Linked DNA regions of Mus musculus: all the other regions are linked to region 1. The links are chromatin contacts, called in public Hi-C and HiChIP or PLAC-seq maps. All regions are on one chromosome and are shown on one strand. Each heading gives the region's core, a stretch centred on a gene start, on an enhancer-like site or on the middle of the called end of the contact. The rest is flanking DNA. Distances are from core to core; before and after follow the strand shown.

Region 1 (2,737 bases), core at 218-2,717:
CAGAGTCAGGAGGGAGGAAAGTTCAGGAACGCAGCTGCCTCTAAGGTCAGCACTCCAAACCTGGGCAGGGAAGGTGAGAGGCTGGCTGCTGCGTCTTCATTTCATTTTAATAAACACGTATGGAATCTCAGGGTTTTCCACTTTCTAGCTGTGTCACATCCTAAGACGCTTATCGATGAGTTAGTTCCTCATCTTGAGAAGATAGAAGGGTGGTGTTCTGTCTTCCTGACTTTACAGGATCAGGTGGCAAAACACACGAGAAAGAACTTTCTACACAGAAAAGCACTATGGGTATTCTTGTTTATATACATTATCTGTTCCAACTTCCTGAACTTCCAGATGGGGAAACCCAAGCTCACGATGAGATGTGGGTCTCTTAATTCTGAAAGTCTGCTACATGTCAGAGAGTTTACTAACTCCACAGAAACAAATCCTGTGTCTTTCTCCTTCCCAGCTGGTATTAAAATTTTCTTTGGTCACTTCGGTTACAAACGCAAAAATGAGGGGGAGGTTACCAGGTAAAGTGAGACGATTGGGTAGCGAAGACAAGATCACTATTCCCTCCCTGGGTTGGGAGGTCTCAGACCTAGGCTATTAGCTACCTGGAGCTCAGCAGCCGTAGCAGTCCATAAGACCCGCCACCCGGGCTTGCTGAGGAAGAAGGTGGGATAGGGTGGCTGACACTGGGATCTTCAACAATCCATCCACTCCGAAACACCGCTTTCAAGAGACTGCAGGAAGGACTGCGAGTTGGAATGTCTTATTTCGCTAAGGGTTCTCTGATTGGAGCGAATGAATTCCTTCCCTCTCTAGAACCCATTCTCCCTTAGAATAGTTATGTTTATTTTCCTGAACTATAATATTTCCCAGGCCGGCCAGTGGCCCTGAGCCACCGAACAGCCCTCTGGGAGAAGTAGTTCGCTTTCGCGTCCACAAGAGTCCTCTTCACCGGGTCTCCCAGCGCGTCTCCTTCCCAGAAACCTCACATTCCAGAGGCCTCCACAAGCACTGGGAAGGGGTTGGGAGCCGGGCCCTCGGGGGTCTCCAGGGGGCCAGCATCCTAGAGACCGCGGCACCGCTGGACTACGAATCCCAGCAGCACCCGCGCGCGCCAGTGCGCAGGCGTAGCCGCGCCTCGCCACCCCTCCCCCCTCCGCCAACTGCTCCCGTCGGTCCGTTCCCGTGGTCCCCCGATCCGTGCTAATGCCCCCTTCGGTCCCTGCGGCGCCTCCCACTCACCGCTGACTCGTGGCGTCGGGTAGAGCCGCTGCGCCTTCTCCAGGAAGCGCAGCGCCCGCTCGGGCTGGTTGCTTTGGATGGCCTTGAGGGCGATGCTGATACAGCGCTCGGCTTCATCCTTGTTGGATTCCATGGCGGAACCCGAGCACGGAACCAGGGAGGGGGAGGCCGGGCGAGCGAAGGGCTGCGCCAGCCGCCGGCGCGTCGCGGGGCAGGCCGGCGCGGAAGGATGACATAACCCTCCGCCCCTCCTTCCCGGGATTTGAGTGAGGGTTGAACCCGGGCGGAAGCCCTACCGTATGTCTCCTAAGAAAGGGGCGTTCGGTTCGGAGGCGCTAGAACGCGCGGGCGCTCTAGAGCGCAAATGCTGAAGTTGAGTGTGCGCGCACGTTCGGGTGGTAGCCTCTGCGTTCCAGTCCGACTATCTGTGAATCGTACAGATGTTTACCGATTGTCAGACGCTGCTGTCTGATGTGGCAGTGGTATCAAAACAAAACCGTGTCCTCACAGAGCTTTCGTGGGTGGGGAGAAGTCAAGTAAACGGAAACATTCAGATAGTGACACAGTCAAGGCAAATATCGAAAAGTAGAGGGATGGAAGGGAGGGCTACCATTTAAGATAGCTTAATATATCAGAAACTCATTTTACAGGCTCTGAACTCTAAAGAAACAGGAACATGTGATTGGAGGAAGGGTGGTTCGACTGGAGGAAATAACAGATGGAAAGGCTCCGCATAAGGATTTTCGTTGTGAGTTATTGCGGGGATTAAGGAGGAGTTTACAGGAGTCACTACAGAGTCACACCAGTCAGGATGCAGCTCAGCCTACCTCCCACTTAAGTGACAGCAACTTAGTGAAGGTTGCCAATGACTTCCACTAGGCTAAATCTCCTGGCTATTTCTTAGCCCTTGCACTATGGTCTTTCACAAGAAACTACAATAAACCAAATGAATGTTAAAGGGTGCAATGCGATGGTGGTGTAAGCCTTCAATCCCAGCCCTTGGGAAGCAGAAGGACTCTGAGTTCAAGGCCAACCTGGTCTACAAAGTGAGTTCCAGGACAGCCAAAGGTACAAAGAGAAACTCTGTCTCGAGAAACAGACACAAACAAAAGTTAAAGAGCAGCTGTTATAATCAAGTGAGACTCGGTGAATATATATTCATCGAGTTGCAGATACACACACATATACATATATATAAAGCATAAATATATAACATAAACATATAAAACATATAAACACACACACACACACACACACAACTAGAAAAGATCATCCGAGTGAGATAATCCACACTCAGAAAAACAAACATGGTATCTCACTTATAAGTAGATTATAGCCATAGATAGAGTACAGGATAACCATTCTACAATCCACAGACCCAAAGAAGCTAAGTAACAAAAAGAGCCCAGGAAAGGATGTTTGAATCTCACTGAGAAGAGGAAATGAAATAGTCACAGGGGTAGAGGGAGGGATGGAGCAGGGTTGGAAAGGAGGTGGG
Region 2 (2,700 bases), core at 19-2,518, 300 kb after region 1:
GTAACTGTAAAGGAATGTGACGTGGTTCAGTTGCAATGTGACAAACATCTGACAATGACATGTGAGTGTCCTCCTCACATCTCCTATGACAGTGAGACCACAGACCAACTTGGCCTCTATTAAGAGAAGTATAACATACTGAACATGGACTGTGATCCAGCTGCCGCACTGTATCCATGGCTGGGTACCAGTATATTTTAAGGATTAAATATTTAGAATTTGTGTATTTAGAAGAAAAAAAGAGGATAATTTTATAGGAAGGTAGTAGCCACTCACTATTAGATTCAGAACTTAGTGGTCTGCCTTGGTACTCAGGTCTTAGTCACAGGACTTATAAGCACCAGCTGTGACGAGTGTGTGCTGTGCATTGCTAGACTGTTTTAACACCAATAGTTTCCCAGCAGAGGCAGAGAATGTGCTTGAGTCTGCATAATACCTTGTGAATCCTGCACGTTTGAGAGTTTATAATAATAGAACATGACACAGTTTTGAGTTTAAAGCATTTATAGTTAATGGGACTGCAGAAAAGTCATTTTCTGTTATGTATGTCTGCATGCAATTTTAGCTTTTATAGTGAATATATATTACTCTATAAAAAAACAGTTGTAAAGCAATGCTCTTGTTTTGCAAATAAACAATAATACTTTAAAACAGTTACAACATAAAGAACTTAGGTCTGAGGATATATCCCAGAGTTTGCCTAGCTCTGGATTCAATGTCCTGCCTGGCATAAAGTAGGCTTGGTGTTGCCCATAGTCCTGCAGAAAATGAGACGGGCAAATCAGAAGTTCAAAGTTACCCTCAGCTCAGTAGTAAGCCTGGGTTTCATGAGACCGTGTCTCTAAAAACCTGTGTACCAACAGAAACACACAGCTTGTTCCTCGAAGTTCCTAAAAAAAAACAATCCAAACCATAGTCAGTGACTAGAAATCTCTAGGTGTATCAGCCTTTTCATATGCTGGAGCTCAGAAAACAGTGTGCGAAGGTTTCTCGCTCATTTCCTGTCTTTTTCCTGTGTGTCATCCCTCCCTCATTCTCTCCCAAGGCAAAGCACAGAAACTAGAATTCATTCCTCCTCCCCAAGCGAGGTCACAGAAACCAGAGCCCTTTCTTCCAAAGCCAGCCATAAAACCTACAAATATTACCTTAATCTTCCCCTGCTGATCTGTCCTTCTGCTAGCCATAAAGATAAGGCCATGTAGACCAGCTCACAGCGGTCTTGTCCCAGCCTTGGGAGGGCAAAGTACTACACAGGGAGGAAAAGAAACATCTGGGCAGGCTGTGGTCTTTAGCCTTCCGTCATACCTTTTGGTCTACTCATAACTCAACATGGCTGTCTGTGAGTCAGCAAACCTAAGCCTAAAAAAAAAATGTGTGGTTCTCGTTTGGTCTTTGGGTCTTCAATTCTGTAAAATTATGATGAAATATACATGTTCTGCCTCTCTCCTGTTAGCCTGTCTTCCAAGAATGTCAGCCATCAGCCTTTGTGGTGGGCAGGAAGACACATCCTCTTGTGTGTGCCTACATGTGCTTTCAGACCCAAGTGCACACGTGGACGTTGGGTTTGGATATGCGCGTTTCCCTTTTGCCTTTAGCTTGTTTAAGTGCTAGAAAAAGCCTGGCTTTGGCAGATCGCTCTGCTTGCTCAGGGTTACCTCCTGCCTCCGGGTTTGGATTATTAAGTAACTAAATAGGAAATCCTGACTAATTTCTGTGATTCATTTCCTCCCTGACTGCTGCTGCCTAGCATGGCTGTAATGTCAGAGGATGCTAGTTCTAAAAGGAAGCGAGTGGGAGAAAAGGCTGCTATCTCTCGTGAAAATGTTTCCTGCTAAAGCAGACATCTTTGCTGTCCCTCAGATGGCTTCTGTTACATCCTCAGAGACCAAGGGCTGGCCCCTTAATGCATATTGAGTAAGCGGGACTCTGACCCACTCTTGCCTTCTGGGAGTGTTTAGGGAAAGTGTTGCTAAGATACTTCAGTCAATAGGTTGTAAATGGAACCAACCCCAAGCCACACCCTCTTCCTCCACTGTTAATCTTACTAAGTGTTAGTTTAGGATTTGGGGTTATTTAAGTGGCTCAGGCCTCTCAATTTTACTTAAAAATTTTAGGGGGCTTTATTGTTACTTGACGTGGAATTTGAAAACTAAAAAGATGAGTCTGGCAAGCAGCAGATTGGTGTGAACGTCACCAATGTGCTAGAATGCGGGGCACATTGAGTGTTTGTAGGTCTTATGAAAATCATTATTAGCAGCTCTTCCTGTTTAGTTAAGAGGTTCAGTGGTCCTGGCATTGCTGCAGATGCACAGGATGGGCAAGCAGGCTGAGAGATGGAATAAAAGTGTTTACCCCAGATCAATTTTCAGATTTTTTTATGTGTCCCTAGGACGCTTTCAAATTTCAGAGCCAGGCCTGGTAGCACTTGCCTGAAATCCCAGATCTTAAAAGGCAGGAGCAGTAGCAATAGGAGGTTGAGGTTAGCCTGGGCTACATGACACCCTTCCTGAAAAAAAAAAAAAGTATACATTAAACACACACACACACACACACACACACACACACACACAATTTTTTTAAAGAAGGAGATGTTATGCCCTACCACTCTTTTGGAAGTTATCCTGGATTGTAGTTTTATAATTAAAAATAATTAAGTTACTCTTTTTTGTCTTACACAAAACGTCACTAATGTAGCCTAGG
Region 3 (2,700 bases), core at 58-2,557, 450 kb after region 1:
ACACACACACACACACACACATGTACACACAGGCACACAGGCACACACAGGCAAGCATGCACAGACACACACTGTGGTTTTCCTGTACACACAGTTGCACAATGCACACACACACACACACACACACACACACACACACTGTCTTTGTTATACACACATGCACACACACAAACTGTCACGGTTCTATACACACATGGTTGCATACACACACACACACACACACACTACATAAATTCTTTTAATTGTTATAGGTGGGCTTCTAAGCAGGTAATGAAGATTAATTCATTACAACTTTAGTCACTTCCATTGCCCAAGTACTGATATACTACGTCAACTTACTGATGACCCACTAACCTGTTTTTCCTAAGCACCCTTAGGCATCAGATTCCATCTCTCCCTGAGCATGTTAGATAATCTGAAACATTTCCTTCCATCTTCTTAGAAAAGAGCACAAAACTTTGGCATAAAGGCCAGTTTTGTAAATACTGTGTGGACCATCCAGAATCAATCAGAACTACCCAGTTCTGCCCTTGTAGTGAAAAGTAAATAAATAAAATAACCATAGACCATCATGATCTGCAAACAGTCATGCCTATGCGTGCTAATAAACCTTCATTTAGACACCATGTAGCAGATTGGGATCTGACAGCCCTCAACCTAAAAGATAAGTCCAAGTCCCACAAAAGTCATTTTGGGGATTAAGGTTGTGGTCATTGACATGCTGGAGCAGGGGCGGAACCTGGGGCCTTGGCAATGGTAGGCAAACGCTGTAACTGAGCTATTTCTCCAGCCCCGTAGCCTACAAAGACCTTCTATATCTGGTGCTCTTATTCCTAGAGAGTCTAGGAGAGGGGCCAATGATCCAACTGCTCTGCAGCAACGCTGACCCAGCCAGCAGGTCCAGAACTTTTACTCAATCCCTTTTCAGCCATCAATAGGTCTCTAAAATTTTAACTTATGTGTACATTTATTACAACAGTTAAGCAATGGCTTTGAGCCTTATACATATTTATGACCTCATTCTAATCATAAGAAAACTAGAAAGACACTACAGATGTCCGGAGAGCTTCAGTAGCTGTTGCTGAGGACGGTGCATTACTCTTGGCAGTCATAACATTTAGTGAACATTTTTGTGGGTTTGCCTAGTCACCAGTTACCACATTAGAGCACAGGAGACTGTGTCATGAGTTAAGAATAATCTCTGGTGACTAATGCTGAAATTTCCGCAGAAACGGGTTACAGGACGGGACTCTTATCTTTGCCACTTCCCTCTGCAGACATCGAAGGTTGTCACAACAACAATGGTGGCTGCAGCCATTCCTGCCTTGGGTCTGAGGAGGGCTATCAGTGTGAATGTCCCCGGGGCTTGGTGCTGTCTGAAGATAATCACACTTGCCAAGGTAGGGCAAGGGTTGAATCCCTTCTGAATCACAGGAGGTCCCTCCCTCCCACCTTTGCCTTCTCTCCTTCCAGACTGTAAGATTCTTATCTTTCAGAACCCTGTCCCTCTGAGCACCAAGTGTCCCCTGAGTCAGCAGTCAGGAATGGTTCAACAGAGAATCCCCTCTCCCTCCCCCTCCCTCCCTCCCCCTCCCCCACCCCCAGGGTGTGCCGGTTCAATCTGTAATCCCAGCACTTGGGTGATGGAGGCTAGAGCCCTGCCTAAGAAAGCAAAGTCAACCGGAGCTACCCAGTCAGACCTTGTCTCATAAACAGACAGGAGTGGGGAACGCTCTCTCTTTTTAAAGTCCAGAAAAGCTAACGCTCCTTCGCTGATTGCCTGAGTCAGTCTCTGATTTCTACAGCCAACAGTGCAACTGCTACTCAGTTAGAAGTATTGACTTATTCAGCAGGATTCCAGGGGCCAAGCCTAGCTTGAATAATGATGAATGGCGAATTCTTCCCCATCATCAATAGTGTCCTGAGAACTGTTCCCCAGTTCTTGGTGACTGGGCTATTCATCCCATCACCCAGCAAACTCGGACCGAGCACCAGTGTCTGATTTCTTTGTACGTCTCGATGCTGAGATGTATGCTCACAGATGGGGACTCTGACAGTACCTAGTGTCCTTCGGGGTGTTTGCAGGGTGAGAGAACATGGACTTAGGAAGGCCACAGAAAAGTGACCTCTTCTTCATATTAAGTTAAAGTGGAATTTATAGTCTGAGTTTACAGTTGGCTGAGTAGCTCGAGGACAATTGGGAAGGCTTCTGGAGTGCGGGAACACTGTTTATGCCTGTTTAATGGGGCAGTAACTAATGTCAAAACACAGCAGCTTTGCTGTGCCATTTAATCCTATGTCAGCGGCATCTTCCAGCTGTGCTGCAAGTGAATTGTGAGGGCGCTAAAGTCCATCCTTAGGATGTCTCATCCCGTGGAGTCATGCCAGCCACCCTTAGGACAGGCTTTGGACAGAGGCTTAACCACACTATTCCCTGCCCAAAGAATATGATTTGAGGAGCATCACTGACCATCATCTTGGGAGTTAGGGATCCTGGCTGTATTCATTGACCTGCTTCAAGCCCTTTCCTGGAGAAGAGCCAAGAGTGCAGATTGCACGGAGGAGAAAGCATCCCCCTAGAAGCCTCCTTAGCTTCCGCCCAAGCAGGCTTCCTGTTCTAATAGACTCCCTTTACACACAGTCCCCGTGTTGTGCAAGTCCAGCGCCATTGAAGTGAGTGTCCCCCGGGAGCTGGTTGGA
Region 4 (2,700 bases), core at 40-2,539, 310 kb before region 1:
ACACGGGAGTCTAAGCAAGGACAGTCAGAGAGAGAGAGACTAGGTTCAGTGTCTTATCAGAAACATATGATTTCATGACTTTATGCTATAGTATCCAAAGGATGTAATTTTCTTTTCCTTCCTTCCTTCCTTCCTTCCTCTCTTCTTCTTCTTCTTCTTCTTCTTCTTCTTCTTCTTCTTCTTCTTCTTCTTCTTCTTCTCTCTCTCTCTCTCTCTCTCTCTCTCTCTCTCTCTCTCTCTCTCTCTTTTTCTTTCTTTCTTGGCTTTTTGAAACAGGGTTTCTCTGTGTAGTCCTGACTATTCTGGCATTAGCTCAGTAGATCAGGCTGACCATGAACTCAGAGATCCACCTGTTTCTCTGCTTCCTGAATGCTGGGATTAAAAATATGTGCCACCATGCCTGGCTTTTTTTTTTTAAGATTTACTTATTTATTTGTTTGTTTGTTTATTTAATGTGAGTACACTGTTGCTCTCTTCAGACACACCAAAAGAGGTTATCAGACCCCATTACAGATGGTTGTGAGCTACCATGTGGTTGCTGAGAATTGAACTCAGGACTGCTGGAAGAACAGTCAGTGCTCTTAACTATAGAGCCATCTCTCCAGTCTGCTTGGCTTTTTTTTTTTTAATTTTAAACAATTTTAATTTGTTTAATGAAATGAATTGTAAGGTGTTCTGTGGTGGTCAGGAGTGTGGATAAGTTACAAAGGTCTACAGCCGTGTTCTTTAGCAAGCATGGCTCATTTGTTGTTTATAACACCTTTGAGATATCTTAGAAAAATGGGTCTTGCCCCTGGAGCAATCTGTACTGATTTTATCAGTTGGGTGAATGAAGAACCTAAATTAGATCGCGTGGGGGAGGGGCCTTTTCCACTTCTCACATCCCCTTGACTTTCCTGTCTCTCTATCCAGTCTCACCTGTTACACAAAATCATTGACCCAGTGGAAAAGAACGTTTGCATCCAGGAAAATAAGCATATGAAAAAGAGAAAGTGATGGAGGGGCTCAGGGAAGGACTTGGAGCTCTGGATGCTAAGTCAGCACAGGAGGAATAGGGATTTTTTTGGCTTCTCTGGGCTCTATTGAAAGAAGAAGAATGGTCTTGGGCACATGTTAAATAGAACGAACTCCAGTGCTGAGACCAGAAAGGATGCGCCCCCGGGTGGGGAATAGTGGGAAGGGCTGGGGTCAGATGGTGCCCATAAAGGCTGGGAATGAGGTGTGGCTCCCATCCCCAGGGCCTTGGAGGGCTTGTGTTCTGCTCTGAGTTGTGCACGAAGGGTTTTCAGCAGCTAGAGTCACCCGGAGTACTGGGCTGGGTGTCTAAGACGCTCTCGACATCAGGACCGCGTTCGCGTATCTGAGTTAAGGTGCTCGTAGGCGCCCCCGTGTGTTGGAGACGGGGAGAGTTTGGGAGAGGAATGTGGACGGAATGCGAACCAGAAGACTCAGCTGTGCTGATGGACCAGAAGAGAGGAGTGAGATGCGTGAAAAGGAGGCCACCATCGCCTAAGAAGAGTGAGGGAAGAGCGCACCCCCAGGGAATCCCAGAGGAAGCTTTAGTAGAGAACGGCCAGAGCGCAGGAGAGGAAGAGGGAGGGGCACACCATGCAGTCCCCAGGTTGAAATGTAGCAAGGGCCACCCTCTCACAGAAGGTGACTGAGGACTCCCCCAGGGTGTTTTTAAGGGAAAAAAGGATATTGCAGAACGAGAGGACTGAGACACAAAGGCCAGAGAGAAATATGAGGCAGGAGGATGATCCTCTTGAGAACTGTGCGGCTGATTACTATGAGTGGCTTATGAGAATGTTTCCCAGCTTATACCCACTGCCACCTCCCAGACGGCAAGGCTGGATGCTGCTCCCTCTTGTGGCTCCCAACATCGCTAGGGCCAGACGCACAGTGGCCCTCACCAAATAGAAGTGTCCATGGAGAACCTCAGCCCGGCCGACATCTTCTTTTACTGCTCCTGGTGTTTGTACCCAGCAGGCTGTGCCCAGGCAGAGCTGGGTTGGGCATGAGGTCCTGGCATCTTTCAGCACTGACAAGGACATGTTAGCAGGCTGGCCTTTAGTGGCACCTTGGCAGTGGGGCTGGGGAGTTGAGAGCCATGGAGTAGAGGATGCTGGGAAGGCCATCAAGGGAAGAGGCAGCAGGGATTTCCAGCCAGGCAAGGATCTCAGGACCAGCATGTGCTTGCCAACCCTGGAAGAGAAGTAGCATGAAGTTTCAACCATGTTATAGCCCACTTCTTACACAGGGCGTCCTGCAGGGCAAGCTCTGCCACAGTCTCTGCCCAGTGAGTCCCATTCCGGGGCCCTCTTCGCCTTTCTTGGCCCTGTGAACTCCTGGCTTTGGGGTCCTCACGCATTCCTCCCTCTCCTGGATAGTCACCTGGCCTTGGGCCTCTCAAGGCTGCAGAGGGGACATCCAACCAGGGATGGGTGACAGAGCTGCCAGTCTGCTCACGCCATACCAGTATTCAGTCTTCCTTCTTCCTGGCAGTGCTTGGGAACCCTGCATTTCTGTGAGGGAGAGGAGGCTGGGTTAATGACTTCAAAATATAAAGCCACTGGAAGAGGTGGGGAAGGGAAGATGGGAAAGCTTGTCATCAGAGGAGCCCAACTCCCAAACCTGACTGTGTGCCTGGGATCGAGCTTGGGGCTCCAGATGCTAGGTATTCACTGTGATACCGGGCTT
Region 5 (2,766 bases), core at 88-2,587, 320 kb after region 1:
TAAGCTTTAGGCTGGGATGTGTTGGCTGAGCTTTTCTTTTTCTCTTTCTTTTTCTTCTTTTCTTTCTTTCTTTCTTTCTTTCTTTCTTTTTTTTTTTTTTAAGATTTTATTTATTTTATATGTATAATGAGTACACTGTAGCTGTCTTCAGACACGCCATAAGAGGGCATCAGATCCCATTACAGATGGTTGTGAGCCATCATGTGGTTGCTGGGAATTGAACTCAGGACCTCTAGAATAGTGCTCTTAACAGCTGAGCCATCTCTCCAGCCCCAGCTGAGCTTTTCTTGAGGCTAACAAATGTCTGTTCACCCAAGCCAGATAGGTGCATCAGCAACAGACCAGAGACACATTCCACCCAAGTTCATCCACTGACTTTATTGAGTCCAGGCCTAGGGCCTCTTTATTCAAAGAGTTGAAATAATGTGTTACCTAGATGACAAAAGTGACAATAACATTGTATTCACAGTGAAGCAAGTATAGATTAGACAGGAACACACTCTCAAGACTGACAACAGATCCCATGGGCTAAGGTTCTCAAGGCCCCAAATGTCTGTGGCTTCTCCGAATGGGACCAAAAAAAGGGGAAAGGGAGCCGTTTGCCGTTTAGTCACTCGGGGCATCCTTTGGGTGGTTCTCTATCTTTGATAGATTGCATTATGTATCTATTTCTTTACTGTGAATTTCCCATAATGCATCTGGCTTTTTTTTTTATCACATGTATACCTAATCTCACTCAGACATAAGACAGCAAATAGTGGGTTCTTTCTAAAACTTCACTTACACCAGCATAGTTTACTTATTGCTCGTGTACCAAAACTAGTTTGGTTGATCTCATTTTCATAGCCGAACAGAGTGTTCTGTCTCAGATTTGATGTTCAGTATGAGAAATGTATTCCATGTTTGGAGAGGGCTGTGTTTGTGCAGTACCTGCAGGTAAGGCCTTCAGGTTGCCAAGTGCAGTATTAGCAGAGGCCTGTGTGCCTAGCCCAGACCAAGTGGAGTCGCTGAACCATTCCCTATGCTTGCCAGCCCCAAGCTTTTGTACTGGAGGAGAGGGGTTACCTACAGGACTGTGTGTGGGTGACTTAAGAGAGCTACATCACTGGAAAGCCCCACCCAGCAGAGGCAGGACTTGCCAAAAGTTACGGAGAGTCCACTCTTGGTTAAACTTTCTCAACTGGTGACCGCTTGTTCCATCCAAGAACATATCCAGCAGGACAGAATTATATACAACTTGGGGTAGAGGAGAGGACATGGGGATGGTGGAGTGGCTGGAGTCTCAGGTGAGGTTCACGAACCTATCTGTACCCTCTTTTGGGAGAAAACAGGCCGGATCTTGGGAGGTCCTCATAGCCGCTCTGATTATCATGGTAATGCCCCTGCTGTGCCTGAAAGGTGTTCCACCCTCCTGGAATTTCTGAGAAAAGCTTCTTTTTGCACTGGCTGGCCTCCAAGTGTTCTCAGTGTGAAGCAATCAGCACACCAGGGATCCCATCCTGAGATGACATTCCCTAAAAGCCTCCAGGTTTAATATGGAACCCATTTTAAATCACAAAATGAGTCTGAATCTTTTTACTCTGTGTCCTACAGAATGGAAGTAGCCATTGGTAGGAAGACATCCAGGCCAGGCACGGCTTACAGACTGTCTTCATGGAGGAGGGGTGTTAAGATACTAAGATGATGGAGTCATTTGTGGCCAGAGAACCTTGTCTAGCTCTATAACACGGCTCCACTTGTGATTTGATTTTAGTGTACTGCCAGGTACTGAACTCACACCTTACACACGCTATGCAGATGCTCCACCACCGAGCTGCATCTCCAGTGCTTTTGATATTATACAGTAGCCATTGTCCTTGCCTGCTGCCCTTGAAAGTTCTGTGTCATCTGGAAGACTGACTTTTCCCAAATTCCATTTTGATGAGGAGACTAAACTATATAAATGTTGATTTGTGCAGTTTACTTCTTACTAATGATCTGCCTTCAGAATTCGCATCTCTGTGATTTATAAACTGTGTAAATGAATCTGCAGCAGGATCCTCTGACTCTCCATTCTTCCCAGTGCACCTCCAAGGGCGAGAAAATATAGAGAACCAACTGCATGGGTGGTTACAGATTCTTCACTGCTTATATTGATGTAATTAGCACAGCGATGGGCACAAACTGTATGTTTCCACATGCACACCAAGCCGGGATAATTGATAGGATGTGCGCCATAGTATTGACTTTGCCTATTAAAAAGGGTAGGTAATGTCAATTTTAGAGGGTTATAAAGTGGCATTTTAGTACTCCTGAATATTTCTAAATCCTGATTCAAGAGATGAACCTCGAATACTAATTTGTTTTATTTGATACTTAGGAGACCCAAGTGCAAAGCTCTGTGGATAAATAAGGTAGTTCTTGTTGTTTCTTAGAACTAACGGAAGTAAAAATAAGTTCCCATGATAATATGCAATATTAAAGCGTGTCAGATATGAAGCTACAGAATTCAGATTTTTTTTTTACATTCTTTGTTGTTGTTATTGGTGGTGGTGGGGATAAGGGGGTGACACACGTGTGTTCTAACACACAGACAGAGGTAGAGGTCAGCTTTGAGAAACTCAGGTCTCTGCTTCCTATGTGGGTCCCAGGAGTCAAGCTTAGGTCATCTGGCTTTGTGGCAGGCACCTTTATCTGCTTAGCCGAGTCATTAGTCTGAGAATGTAGATTTTTATTTTTTTCACACCTATATACATAGGTTTCATGGGAGGACTGGGTCAAAGAGAG

What was found. Hi-C and Micro-C count contacts between places; a contact is called where the count stands out from the background. HiChIP or PLAC-seq counts read pairs in DNA pulled down with a chosen protein or histone mark.
Region 2: an H3K4me3 HiChIP or PLAC-seq map of bone marrow-derived macrophages shows a contact between it and region 1, with 4 times the contacts expected there. The contact joins the enhancer-like site here to the promoter of Dnajb12 in region 1. A contact is called at or near these places in 8 of 39 promoter capture datasets (the 3T3-L1 cell line, the HPC-7 cell line, cranial neural crest and 3 more), 1 of 484 Hi-C or Micro-C datasets (nephron progenitors), 11 of 115 datasets of contacts at active chromatin or transcription factors (the NIH/3T3 cell line, acute myeloid leukemia, bone marrow-derived macrophages and 5 more) and 2 of 9 other capture datasets (adipose tissue and liver).
Region 3: a Hi-C map of bone marrow-derived macrophages shows a contact between it and region 1, with 28 read pairs. The contact joins the enhancer-like site here to the promoter of Dnajb12 in region 1. A contact is called at or near these places in 12 of 39 promoter capture datasets (the 3T3-L1 cell line, the HPC-7 cell line, cranial neural crest and 8 more), 2 of 484 Hi-C or Micro-C datasets (bone marrow-derived macrophages and nephron progenitors), 16 of 115 datasets of contacts at active chromatin or transcription factors (bone marrow-derived macrophages, effector CD8 T cells, embryonic basal ganglia and 12 more) and 2 of 9 other capture datasets (adipose tissue and liver).
Region 4: a Hi-C map of B cells shows a contact between it and region 1, with 6 read pairs. The contact joins the enhancer-like site here to the promoter of Dnajb12 in region 1. A contact is called at or near these places in 2 of 39 promoter capture datasets (the C10 cell line and pre-B cells), 1 of 15 datasets of contacts at CTCF or cohesin (large pre-B cells), 9 of 484 Hi-C or Micro-C datasets (B cells, the HL-1 cell line, cerebral cortex and 6 more), 5 of 115 datasets of contacts at active chromatin or transcription factors (bone marrow-derived dendritic cells, craniofacial prominence, embryonic limb bud and 2 more) and 1 of 9 other capture datasets (pancreatic islet).
Region 5: an H3K4me3 HiChIP or PLAC-seq map of embryonic stem cells shows a contact between it and region 1, with 11 read pairs. The contact joins the enhancer-like site here to the promoter of Dnajb12 in region 1. A contact is called at or near these places in 5 of 39 promoter capture datasets (cranial neural crest, embryonic stem cells, hippocampal neurons and 1 more), 6 of 115 datasets of contacts at active chromatin or transcription factors (all in embryonic stem cells) and 2 of 9 other capture datasets (adipose tissue and liver).

The regions. Positions count from the first base shown.
Region 1 is chr10:59,878,313-59,881,049 of GRCm38.p6, reverse strand. It overlaps Dnajb12 (DnaJ heat shock protein family (Hsp40) member B12), which reads right to left and starts at 1,467. Exons shown (of 9, transcript NM_019965.3): 1 at 1,240-1,467. The coding sequence starts at 1,372.
Region 2 is chr10:59,577,224-59,579,923 of GRCm38.p6, reverse strand. The region is part of intron 1 of Mcu (mitochondrial calcium uniporter); the gene reads left to right. It overlaps Gm40671 (a long non-coding RNA gene), which reads right to left. Exons shown (of 2, transcript XR_871744.3): 1 at 1,146-2,700. Among named protein-coding and RNA genes, the nearest start is that of Gm40671, 3.1 kb to the right of the region's middle. Within about 2 kb of position 1,268, at least 219 of the 459 cell types and tissues checked have an H3K27ac peak or open chromatin away from gene starts, as enhancers often do. A contact at or near this core is called in the HPC-7 cell line, the NIH/3T3 cell line, acute myeloid leukemia and 7 more, where this site is marked.
Region 3 is chr10:59,429,593-59,432,292 of GRCm38.p6, reverse strand. Oit3 (oncoprotein induced transcript 3) reads left to right here. Exons shown (of 9, transcript NM_010959.2): 5 at 1,278-1,400; 6 at 2,642-2,700. Among named protein-coding and RNA genes, the nearest start is that of Gm36318, 11 kb to the left of the region's middle. Within about 2 kb of position 1,307, at least 127 of the 459 cell types and tissues checked have an H3K27ac peak or open chromatin away from gene starts, as enhancers often do. A contact at or near this core is called in the HPC-7 cell line, bone marrow-derived macrophages, effector CD8 T cells and 3 more, where this site is marked.
Region 4 is chr10:60,190,565-60,193,264 of GRCm38.p6, reverse strand. All of the region lies in intron 2 of Chst3 (carbohydrate sulfotransferase 3), which reads left to right. Among named protein-coding and RNA genes, the nearest start is that of Chst3, 27 kb to the left of the region's middle. Within about 2 kb of position 1,289, at least 55 of the 459 cell types and tissues checked have an H3K27ac peak or open chromatin away from gene starts, as enhancers often do. A contact at or near this core is called in B cells, cerebral cortex, cortical neurons and 2 more, where this site is marked.
Region 5 is chr10:59,557,417-59,560,182 of GRCm38.p6, reverse strand. The region is part of intron 1 of Mcu (mitochondrial calcium uniporter); the gene reads left to right. Among named protein-coding and RNA genes, the nearest start is that of Gm40671, 17 kb to the left of the region's middle. Within about 2 kb of position 1,337, at least 11 of the 459 cell types and tissues checked have an H3K27ac peak or open chromatin away from gene starts, as enhancers often do. A contact at or near this core is called in embryonic stem cells, where this site is marked.